Linked DNA regions of Sus scrofa: region 2 is linked to region 1. A link is a contact called in public Hi-C data. All regions are on one chromosome and are shown on one strand. Each heading gives the region's core, a stretch centred on a gene start, on an enhancer-like site or on the middle of the called end of the contact. The rest is flanking DNA. Distances are from core to core; before and after follow the strand shown. Region 1 overlaps LOC110255448 (a long non-coding RNA gene). Region 2 overlaps LOC106504205 (a long non-coding RNA gene).

Evidence for each region. Hi-C and Micro-C count contacts between places; a contact is called where the count stands out from the background.
Region 2: a contact with region 1 is called in a Hi-C map of mesenteric adipose tissue, with 2.7 times the contacts expected there. The contact joins two enhancer-like sites. A contact is called at or near these places in 1 of 5 promoter capture datasets (fetal skeletal muscle), 20 of 47 Hi-C or Micro-C datasets (alveolar macrophages, brain, embryonic fibroblasts and 13 more) and 1 of 2 datasets of contacts at active chromatin or transcription factors (skeletal muscle).

The regions. Positions count from the first base shown.
Region 1 is chr9:48,663,313-48,669,265 of Sscrofa11.1, reverse strand. The region is part of intron 1 of LOC110255448 (a long non-coding RNA gene); the gene reads right to left. Among named protein-coding and RNA genes, the nearest start is that of SORL1, 230 kb to the right of the region's middle. Within about 2 kb of position 2,280, at least 57 of the 83 cell types and tissues checked have an H3K27ac peak or open chromatin away from gene starts, as enhancers often do. A contact at or near this core is called in fetal liver, mesenteric adipose tissue and omental adipose tissue, where this site is marked.
Region 2 is chr9:49,112,790-49,118,742 of Sscrofa11.1, reverse strand. It overlaps LOC106504205 (a long non-coding RNA gene), which reads left to right. Exons shown (of 2, transcript XR_002335697.1): 1 at 1-5,953. Among named protein-coding and RNA genes, the nearest start is that of MIR125B-1, 6.3 kb to the right of the region's middle. Within about 2 kb of position 3,747, at least 13 of the 83 cell types and tissues checked have an H3K27ac peak or open chromatin away from gene starts, as enhancers often do. A contact at or near this core is called in fetal liver, mesenteric adipose tissue and omental adipose tissue, where this site is marked.

The DNA of each region.
Region 1 (5,953 bases), core at 1,031-3,530:
AATAAAGGTAGTGTGGCAGTAGAGAGGAATACCAGAATTTCTCAACCACCCTTAAATATACAAAAACCTGGTAAAGCAGCATGCCATAGAAGTTCTCCTGTGGTAAGGGATCTGGGGTTGCCACAGCTGCAATGCAGACTGTAATGGCAGCCCTGGGTTCGATCCCTGGCCCGAAACTTCCACATGCAGGGAAAGTAGCCAAAAAAAGAAAGAAAAAACAGAAAAAAATATCATGAGTATCATGCTCACTTGTTGGGCTGATTTCCCCAAGCTGAGCAACTGCTGGGATCCAGGTGTGGCTCTGACCACTGACAATCAGCATCTCCCCAGCAATCTGTGCATTTTTCAAACTGAGAGAAAAATGACCAGCAGCTTGGACCCCTAAATATTCTGGAAGTGTTCAGCCAACTGTATGGAGGTCCCATCACCCCTCCTGGGTCTAATCCGGGCAGCGCAGTGGCCACTGGAGCAGGCAGGAGGGGAGCAGGGTCCCAACCACATCTAACAAGATGGCCGATCAGCCTGCCTGCCTGACGCCAGCACTAGCCACCAGCCCCCAACACGCAGGACATGAAGCATCTGCCAGGCGGGTGCCGGCTTTTGATCAGCAGCATGTCGAGCCAGAGACCTGCAGGGAAACGGCCAGCCTCCCGGGGCCGGCCGGCTGGAATCTCTCTGTCCCCTTGAGAGAGGGGCTTGAAGGATCTGAACAGATTTAAAAGTGGGGTGCAGGCAGAGGGACGGGGAGCGAATGAGGGCGGCTGTCTCCTAATACCAGGTTACTCCCTCTCCTCTAAGGAAAGCATGACACCCTTTCGGTTCCAGTGATTGGAGCAGGATTCCTTGGCTGCCTTAGCACATGGGGCTACTCTGCTCCTGAGATCTGAGAGTCCTTCAGCCTCTGCTGTAAAACCTGAGACCTCCAGAGCGGGTGCCTGGTTTCCCAGCTATCAAGGCACCAGGGTGTGGCAGTGACCAACTGCAGCAGGGCTGTTTACAAGACACTTGAGGCCCCTGGCCAGAAGCCTTCAGGACGTCCTGCGTTTTCTAACTGGGGCCTTCAGCTGATAGCTTTAGGAAACCCCCATCTGTGTCCTTAGCATGGAGGCTGGGGCTACCCGTCAAAGCCTTGTGTTAAAATACAGGCCCCTCCTCTCAGCCCCCTTCCTGAGCCACCAGGCCAAGTGCAAGCAGAGGTCCAGCCACAGGCAGATAGCATGTGTTTTGTGTCTCACAATAGCAGCTACGTGACTTGAAGGGCTCTTCTCTTAGAAAACCAAATGCCCACCAGTTTTGCTTATTTGCTCTAACCTTCAAAGAGCCCAGAGGTCCTTTCCTAGTTCAACAAATAAATCCAGTTCCATTCTAGCAGACTCTGACCCACAAGTTCTATTGTTACGCCTTCCCTGAATTTCCCCTGTTCCATCCCTCTCAGCACTTCAGCCCCAGGCAGCTAACCCTTCTTTCGTTTGGGGGATAAATCAAACTCTGGGGGTTTTTTTTGTGTGTGGGTTTTTTTTTTTTCCCCCTAATTCTTTCAAAGCGTAAGGAATGTTGACACCCCCTGAAACATGCCTCTGATGTCTGGTTAGACTTCAGACGGCTGTATTTGAACGCGTGCTGACGCAATCGGGCAGATTGGGTTAAACCAAATATTACAATTGCAAGAACTCATCTGGAACTAATAATTTTGAGGCCACCGAAAGTAAAAGGGCCCAGCTTTGGGGCGGCCAGCGGCAGAGGCCAGGCCAGGCCGATGCTGCCACCTGCCGTGGGCGCAGGGAACAGGGCGCGCCGCCCCGGCCTTCCTGTTTTGTTCAGAACGCACTGGCTCCCACGCACACACGTTCCGCAGCCAGCCAGACCAGGGTTATTTTAAAAAGCTAGCACCTCTCCCCAGCCCTCGGTGTAAAGATAGCTGGTCTGGCCGCCCTAGCTTTGCTCTGGGGGGAAAAAAAAAAAAAGACAACCTCCCAATTACAGAGCCAAGGCTGGCTACAAAGGCAGTTGCACTTGGAGCCGGATGAAACATGTGCCCTTGGATTGAACAGATCATGTGTTAGTGGCTCACTTAGGAGAAAGGCTCGTTCAAGGAAGAATTTTTATTTTGTGGGGGATGAAGAGAACGCACAACTCTGGGTTATGTCGGCACACTGCTGAACTGCAAGTCACATGCCAGATCCAGAAATGATGAAAACATCTGTTTTCGCTTTAGACCAGCAAGGCTCTGGCGGTGGGGAGGGGCGAGGGAGGGAAGGGCTGGGTTTGCTCACCAGCGCCATCTGCTGAGCCTGGTGTAGAAGCGCCTGCGTCCCAAGCACAATGCAGGTTGCCACTCACCCCAAGAGGAGGGGAGATCAACAGGTGGGGGGAGCGGGGGTCTCTGCCCCGGTGATCACTCGCCTTGGAGGATAGCCCTGATTTTGCCCTGGGGACTGTGCAATTCCGTATTGCCTCGGAGTGTTCACAACAAAGAGCTTTGTCCCTGGGGACTGCTCTGGGGCAGAGGAGGAGGAGGAGAGGGAGGCAGCAAATGAATTCCCAGGTTGAGAAGGAAGGAGGTAAAGGGGGAGGAGAGTAGCTCGTTGGTGGTTTGCAGACAGTAAAATTTGCTGTTCTTTCTGGCTGAAATCTACCAGAACAAAGAAACAGCACCGTGTCTCTCGGAAAATTCCCAGCTGCACTTCTCCCAGCCTTCCCTCTTGCCTGTTATGGTGGCTTTCACTCTGCATGTGTGAGAATGTTCCAATAGTCACAGAGATCATTCCCGACAGGCCAGGGTGGATTAAGCCTTGAACGTGAAATCCACCCAGCCTCCTATGAATGGAGGGCTGGGGGTGGGTTCTGAACAGGAGCCATCCTGACAGCCAAGCCACTGCCTTTTTTCAATGTTCAGCAAATATTTACTGCCTGCCTGCAAGGTGCCCGGCACTCACTCAGCACAACTATTTGTCATAAAGTTTTAAAAACAATACAAATATGTCAGAGGAAAATGTATGTTTAATGTCAAGTGATAATGACAGCTGTGAGTTTAGAAAGAGTGAGGGGATTCCAGACCCTCAATTGACCTTTTCTCAGTGTTTGGGTGCAATTCTGAGAAGTTTGAATCCCCCAATCATCCCTTGTGTAGTCTAATTCCCTAAATGGCTAGTTTCAGTCACCCTGCTTGAGCCTTGACCTCCATTTCTATAGTCTTAAATCCTTCTCTCCAGTTCCTGGGGAGCTCATTGCCAGAGGAAAACACTGTCAGGGGACCATCCAAACTGCATCCTATCACCCCAAATCTGAATTAGGTGGATCCTAAGCTCAACAGCCAGGCATGATCCCTGAGCAAGAAGCAAAATTCTGAGATATGAACAGAGCTTCCCAACAAAATACAGGTTGTGAGGGCTTAACCTACAGGAGAAAGAGCTTTGGTCAAATGAAAAGATCCAGGCTTGCTGATCTCACTAAGTCTCTTTACCTCCCTTACATGCATCTACTGAACACACCCTCAGCCCTCTGCTGCCTACTTTGGAGGTTCCCAAAAGAGGAAAGTCTGATAATATGACTGGAATCCATCTATCTGCTTCATTTTTTCCCACCTTACCTATAAACTCCCTAGTTCAGAGGGAAACCAAGTTTCTCCATTAGGGCTAAATCTTTCCCATTCTTCTGTTTTATCCCCCACCCCCACCCCCCCAAAAAAAAAATATAGAAAGAGCTGCCCTCTCTCTGGGTCTGGGAATCTTATGAGCATGAGCTATTCTCCTTGCTTTGTTCCCTGCAAATAAACACTGTACTTTCCTTCACTACAACCCGGTGTCAGTAAACTGGCTTGGTTGTGCAGTAGGTGAGTAGACCTGAGTTCAGCAACACTACCATCTAAGGGATGAGTCAGAAAAAGGTTCATGCCCATTTCACGGCTGAACAAATAACGAGAACCAGCTCAGTCCTCACAGACCTTGCCATGCACTAGCTATATCCCGGTAATCATATCTGTTTCTGTAGGACCCAAGTTCTTAAATTGTTAGGACCCAAACTCATCCTCAAAGCTGCCTGCAAGTCAAGGCTGCCCCTGCTCTGGTGGTGGGAAGGTTTCTAGTTCAGGGGAACCATGCAAAGCAATACAATCAACTTTAGTTTTTGCAACAAGAGATTAGAACATGAGACTTTATTTTAGTCTGGTTGGATATTGATCTGCCCTGGAGAATTTTGATGAATTTTCTTTGTTTTATAAACTGAAGAAATCTGACAACGGGCCCCTATTTCTTTTCAGGACTCTTTTCCTTGAATTCTTCTGATTTTTACCTGGTTTTGCAACAGGTCTGTCTTTTGTTCCATGGGGGGGAGGGGGGCAGCTCGATATGGAATTTGTCATGCTGCACTGACATCTTTGAGCTCAGAAGTTAGTGTGTTTGGGCAACATGCAGCAAAATAAAATTTCTGAACTAGACTCAAAGAATAAAGTAGAAATCTGCGGGCAAAAAGGCGTGGCATGAAAATCAACAGTGGTCATTTTGTGCTTTACCAGGTATAAGAGGCCAGGCTTCCAAACTATCTTCCCAGTCCTAGCTAGACTCTCTTTTCCTCATTATCAAAATAAATTCTATTGCCCCACTTCACTCCACACATCTTGGTGTGATTCTCTTCACACAGAGAAATAACCTTTGTTCAAAGCTCCGCTTTCCTAAGCTGTGCTGAATTCTGCAAGATCACTCTCCACGTACAAGATTAGCACCTCCTTTCCAGCTCCAAATAGACTATAATCCAAAAGCTGCTCTTTTAAATAGCGGTTTCTTTTATACTTAAATTCCTAAATAAAAGAAACATCAATGCTACTGCTACTCTCCCCAGTTAAATCCGATTTGCAAGATGTGCTGCCTGCTCAAAAATCAGAGTGTGAGTTGGAGGCTGGGCTCCGGAACACATTTGGGATTCTCCAGTCATTCTCTATCTGGAGGGCCCTCCAGTGGCCAAAATAATACCTGATATAAACAAAGACCACCAAACCAAGTGGTTACAACAAAGGCGCCTAGAAAATGAAGCCCATAAGCCCCACGTTTTTGCCCTAAAGAGGTGTGTCTCCTTAAAAGAAAGTCAAGACAGAATCACAGCTCATGAATGGGATACATTTGCATCACAAAAGGACCCTTCATTTGATTTAAAAAAAAAAAAAAAAAGAGGCAGGTTTGAACTCCATTAAAAGACAGCTCCCTCTAATTTCTTGAAGATTCTATTGAATTTGCAGAAAACAGACTGACATAAATTTCCAGACTAAATCTGTGGCATAAAACATGGTATGTCTGTACTTGCTTTCACTATCCAACTCTCCTCACCCACATTTCTACCTGTGAAAACCTTGTAAGCACCCTGACCATGAGACACAGGAGAAAAGTGGAGGTCAGAGCCCATGGTAAGATCTGTGTGCTCAGTTCCAGTTCCAGTTCCTCCAAGCTCAAAGCTGTCTTTTTCTGGAGCACTGGGAGAAGAAAAGGTGGGAGCTCCAACATGCTTCCTCTGGACTTGAAGGATACTGCAGGTGTTCTAGAAAAAAATTTCCAACCTGCTGCACAGCACGGGGAAATCTACTTGATAGTCTATGATAACTGATATGGGAATGTGCATATATATGGCTGGATCACTTTGCTGTACAGCAGAAATTAAAACATTGTAAATCAACTCTACTTCAATAAAATTTAGAAGGAACAAAAAGCTTTACTGAAGAAGAATTCAGAAGATTTTCCAGATGCTCTGCCACATATTAATTAGCATGTCCTTGAAACTGAGCAACCTCCCAGGTACAAAAGCTCTCCAAGGCCCAACCCCCCCCAGCACACACCTGTTTCTGGTCTGTAGAAAAAAGGTTTTAGTTTCCTAGGCCTTCCCTGAATTCCAAAGAGCAGATTCAAGCAATTACTAATTAGGGAAGCAAGGGAATGCAGAAACAAAGGAAAAGTAGTCAGAAAACAAT
Region 2 (5,953 bases), core at 2,498-4,997, 450 kb before region 1:
TCGGCAGCAACATCGGAAAGTGAAGAAGGAGGGTGTCTTATCTTTATGTCCATTAATGGAAAGGCAAGAGACAGTATAGGAATTTGACTGGAAACCCGGACGGGTCAGAATTATAATCCCATCTCTTCTTGATGATGGGTCATGGCCCTGGCTACCTCTCGCCTTTAATGGGAGAAAGAACTGTATAGTACAGTATAGCATACTGGAAAGTACTCAGAGATCCAGGGGTGGAGAACATGATGAAAGGGGCCCCATCTTCTAAAGAGCATGACTTTGGTCAGCAAAGGTGCTTCTAGGCACTATGATGTCGTGAGATAAGAACACGCTTGGCTTCCAAAGCCTTCCCCTTCCCCTCTCTCTCTCCTTTCTCTTACGGCCTCCAGGCTTTGCAGTAGTTACTCTGAAAGACAGGCAAACTCGAGACCTAGTTCCTAGCCAATATCCTTGGTCACCTACACTCAGCCCAGCAATCTCAATCTCCCAAAGTCCCTGGGATGGAAATATGCCTCTGCTTGCTAGCCTAAACCTGGTGACTGAATAGTAGGGAATCTAGACCAAAACAGAACTTTGCTTTTAGATGATACACATCATCCAGGAGTAACGATCTTTATAATGTGGGGTTCATTTCTCTTAGTGCACAGGTAATGGGGATCTCAGCTTTTAGAAGGACCTTGGTGTTTTCTCTCTCTGTCTCTTATTTTACCCACTATTAAACAGGAATGAAAGATTTTCTCTTTTACCTTCCTAGGTCGGAAAGGCTGCTGAATTGTACTTCCTAAAGATTGGTTGAGTCAGGCTTCAAGGCACTGGATGGTAGATTACCTTTCAGAGAATTTCACAAACCATATGAGTCCATCAGCTAAACTACAGCCCTTCTAGGGAGTTAAGCTAGAAGCCAGAAAAAGTCTTCTGAAATTCACCTGATGAGGCATAAAGAAGGGAGCAGAATTATTTTACATATTCATATCAAAACATATTATTAAATATATGTACTGAAAGATTATCTTGCCATTGATTTCCCCTAAAAGGCCAAAGGAAAGCAAAAAAGAAAAAAAAAATTTTTCATGAGGCCAAAATCTAAGTAGTTGGCTTGACATTCCTCAGCCTGAGATACTTGGAGCTGGTGTGGGTTTGAGGTATAAAATCTGCAAGAATACTCCTTTTGAGACCACTTGAACTACAGATTGCCTGTACCAGACACTGCTCCCGAGTGGGTCAAAGTCTCATTGCTTTAGGAAAGGGGCATTGCTAACCAAACTTGTAACGCAGCTTCCTCTTCCTCGTCTTCCTAGGAAGAACAGCAAGGAGTATTTTTGTCACTTGATGAGGGACTCTTGCCAAGAAAAGTTAGTTCATGTCTAAAGCACATTTAGAGTTTATGGGCTGGAGGAGACAGACTCTTACCATCCGGCTTTCTCATGAGGGGTACACCAGCCCCGAAGGATGCATCTTTAGAAACTGTGTTCTGAGCTGATATAATTGGAATTACTCCAGCCTAGTGAAGACCATCCCATATTTGGGACCGAATTCAGTGGTGGTGTCTAAGCTCAGGACATGCATGTCAAAGGACAGATTGCATGCCATCCTATTCCCCTTGCCTCGGATGAGGACCAGCATAGAAGCTGGCCCACCTGGGACACCACTTCTACCTACTTCACTAGTCTTTCCTGAGGCAAAAGAAGGAATTATCTTTTTATTAGAAGATGTTATGAAACCCTGGAGCCTTTAGGTCAAATGGTCGTGGACTACTTCTAGCTTCTCAACCTCCTTTTCTGAAATGAGGGCATCTGAGCTGGGTTGCTTATCTCAGATCTGGACTTTCCCATACCCTCTAGAGTGTAAGAGCCCTCTCTCCCTGCACATAGCTCAGAACAGTTCATGGCCATGTTACCCTGGATATGTAATCACTTGATGTTACCTCCTAATCCCCAGAGCAGTGAGATTTCAGAGTTCTTCTGGCTTCAAACAGAAATGAAACACCTTTGGAACTCTTAGAATGGACAAAACAAACCAATTGGCTATTTTTCAGAAACACAAAACATGAGTATAGGTGGGACCTTCACCCGGTATAGTCATGGACAATGGGCTGCAATTGACCATTTATTAAATGCTACTTTTATGTGGCATTTTACTGAGTATTATTTCAAGGGTTATTTTGACATGAATCCCACTCTCTCCAAAAGTTACTATCAAGATCCCACTTACATTAGTGTAAAAGTTAATTTCAAATCTCCTTGGTGAGCTCCTGCCATGTGCCAGGCGCTGTGCTGGGTACTGGGAATAGAAAAGTTACCACAACAAAGCCTTTGTCTTCATTCGCCTTAGAGTTTGGAGGTGGAGACAGCATAATATTTAATTAGGGCCAGTACCACAGCATCTTCTATCCTCTCACTAAGGAAGTCACACCACTTACTATAAGGCCTGACATATCGTCAAGGACTCAGTAAATATTTATTGGATAAAATGAATTTAGGTGAAAAAAAGGAATAAATGCTGAGCGAAAGTATAGGGTGCTATGCAAAATACAAAGAAGGAGAAACTTGACTAGTTGGCGAGGACTCACTACAGAAAGTATCGTTTACACTGAGCCAAGCAATGAAAGAAAAGAATGATGAAAACACCAGGCTTATGGTGTCAGACCTACATTCAAATCCTAGCTGTGTCACTCATGAGCCTGGCAAGTCTAGCTACTCCAAACCTCATTCTTTGCATCCATAAAATACTGAGGGCCGCAGTATTAGTATTAGGGCCACACCCGAGGCATATGGAGGTTCCCAGGCTAGGGATCTAATTGGAGCTGTAGCTGCCAGCCTACACCACAGCCACAGCAATGTGGGATCTGAGCTGTGACCTATACACCACAGCTCATGGCAATGTCGGATCCTTAACCCACTGAGCAAGGCCAGGCATCAAACCCTTGTCCTCATGGATACAAGTCAGGTTCATTAACACTTGAGCCACAACAGGAACTCCTGGCTTCAGCTCTTTTTAGGTGCGTTTTCAGGAAGTGCCCTGCGATGACCAGGATCGCTGGCTGTGTAAACGTGGATAGAAAAGGGTGGTACTGGGGGAGACACCAGCGGCAGCTTTTGAATTTTCAATCCAAGACATGAGATAGGACTATATTTTGATATGGAAAAAAAATGTCCAATGAGAGGGCCCCCCAAAAAGGACATGGTGGTGGCCAGAGGAGAGAGAAACTAGGACATAAAAAGATTTTAGGCACAAAACTTGAGGGCAGAGAGAACTAGAGGTGTTTAAAAAACAATGATGGGGGAGGGAAAGCCATTGATTGGGCCTTTGAAACCCCGCCAAGAACCAAGAGCTGGGGCAGTGGCAGAGGGGAAGGCCAGGTAGGGCAATTCAAGCGGAAATCTGGCTCCCTCCAGCTCAGCATGGAGCAGGCCTAGAGAATTTGCTGCAGTGGGAGGTGGGGCCAGTCTGGCACAGTCTGTGGGTTTGAAAGGAGCTGGGCGGGTTGGAGAATGCCAGTCAGCTTTTGTCGTTCTGAGCTCAGAGAGGGGGTGACAAATACTGGGCTTCAGGTCAGAAGCCTGGCTTGGGTGGCTTTTGGAGAAAATTTCCCTCTGCTCCCAAACTCTGAACATGCAGTCCTCACACCACAGGCCTCCGATCACAGCTTCAGCACCTGTCTCAGAGGCCATTCTCCAGGAAGGGTTTCAGCAGTGGTACCTATTGGCTGTCTTACGGCGCCCCTTTCCTTTCCTATGCCCTAGAGACCATGAACTGGGCTGAGTACAGCATCTTTGCATACCTTCCCTCACCACCCCCCATGCTTCACATCTCCCAGACTCCTGGGGTTAATCCCCAAGACAACCTTGCTTTGAAAGAAAAAATGTGGTGAGCCTACTTGAAGATTTGGAGCCCAGAAGTCTCTTGTCTGTCCTGCCTCAGCCAGACCCCAGACACCAGGCTCAAGGAGGTGGACGTTCACAGAGAAAGCAGCAGTAAGTTCTTGCTGTTGTTTGTTTTCAAGGCTTGGTTGCTCTTCAGAATTAGAACCCCCGAAAGCATAGGTCTTTCTTTTTCTTTTTTTTTTTTTTTTCCTTTTCTTTCCCCTCTCTTTTTTTCCTCAGCAAAAATTTATAATATATCTCCTTCCCCTCCTGGGGGTGAGTCATAAAAGCAATTGAATTAGAAAGCACTCCTTCGTCGCCTCTCATAGCCTGCGTTAAAGATATCTGAAGTTGATCTGTGTGCGCCTCTTCTCCACATGGTCATATTTGAACTGTGTCTGCATTTGTGAAAATAAATTGTACTGATGGTGGTTCTCCAGAATAAACACTAAATAACTGGCTGATTGATTGTAATTATGATGAATTTGTCCCAGGACTGGCAGGGACGTCTTCGTTGGGGAGTTTTGTGCCTATTTGCTGCTCATCAAAGGCAAGGATAGACAGACTTCGGAACAAGGGTGTGGTCTCGCTGATTCAGCTTCCTTCCCAGCCCATCTCGACTCCCGCCTTCTGCTCCTCCTCCTCTCACCCCACTCCTCTGATCCATCCTGAGGCGGCTGTCAGGGCAACAGCATCTACCTGTCTTTTTTCTCACTGCCTGTGTTAGACTCGGTCAGGTCAGAGACCACTCCCCGTAATCAAACTCATCACATTTGTGATCTCAGCATATTTTCCATCCAATCAAAATCTCCCTCAGCTTCCCCTACCCTGGGATTATTAGTCAACAAAGTAATAACAATAATAATACTGCATTTAGAAGCTCCTTAGCATATTTCATCTCTGAATGTCTTACAGATGTTAACTAGTTAATCTTCATGACACTCTATCCAGGAGCAGTAAATATTATTAACCATGATAGAACATATATATATATATATATATATATATATATATATATATATATATCTGCGCTAAGGACAGCAAAATAGTTCACTTATTTATCACGGCTCACTTGATATAGTAACTGGTATTTTTTAAACACCCATCATAGATACAATAATTAGAGATGTGCTTTTGTTAACAAAACCACTACCCACTTCTAGCGTACCCCTGGGTACTAAATAATTACCCACTTTGTGTGGTTATCTAGCTCACTAATTACCCACAGAAATTGGGGTCAGGTGTTAACTGCTTGAAATAAGTATCCTCCAAAGACATCGCTGAGTTGTATAGAGAAAATGATGTGTTCATAGCAAAACTTTTATAAGTTACATATTTGTATGTCTTAGTAAGCAGAGTGCATACAGATGGGGACAGACTAGCTTCGCATGTGAAAAATCATGCTGAGCCATTCTTGCCAATATATAAAGGTTTAGGAGGGTCTCTGGAAATTTCCTTCTCTGTCTACCTTTCCTCCTTGAAGATGAGTGCAATCTGATTCCCATAATCTGGACCTCATGTAGGAGTACGCTAAGACAATTGATGTTTCTCGTTAGGAATGATTCATTTTGGTGTTACAGGGAGGCACCCAGTGAGTCAAAGATTTTTTTTGACAGCTCCACCCTTTATGATTATTCTAGCATGTTTCTTTTTCTCCATCAGTCTAGTGCAAACACCCTATTAGCCAAATTTGAAAAAGATTCTAACCTAGTCTCTGGCCCCTGCCAACCATCTCTTTCTCCTTCCCAATAATGACAGAAAAGAAAAAGAAAAAAAAAAAAAGTATTACAGGAAACCCAACACTATGATTGTAGGTCTTTCTCTTTTTGCCTCAATTTGTTCTGCTTTCCTCTCTTCCCTCTCCCTTCTTCCTCTCTCTGCATCTCCTTCTCATTTGTGCTTTTTCTTCTCCTTTTCCTTGGCATCCAGCCCTGCTTCTGCAGGTCTCACAGTCAGAGACAAAGCACAATATCTGAGTTGAGCACAAAGAAGCTACCTTTAAAAACATCGACTTGGAAGAAACCTGTAACCTCAGCTCCCTCCCTCCTTCCCTCCCCCCTTGCTCTCTACAGAACTGCCGTTATATCTAACACGGT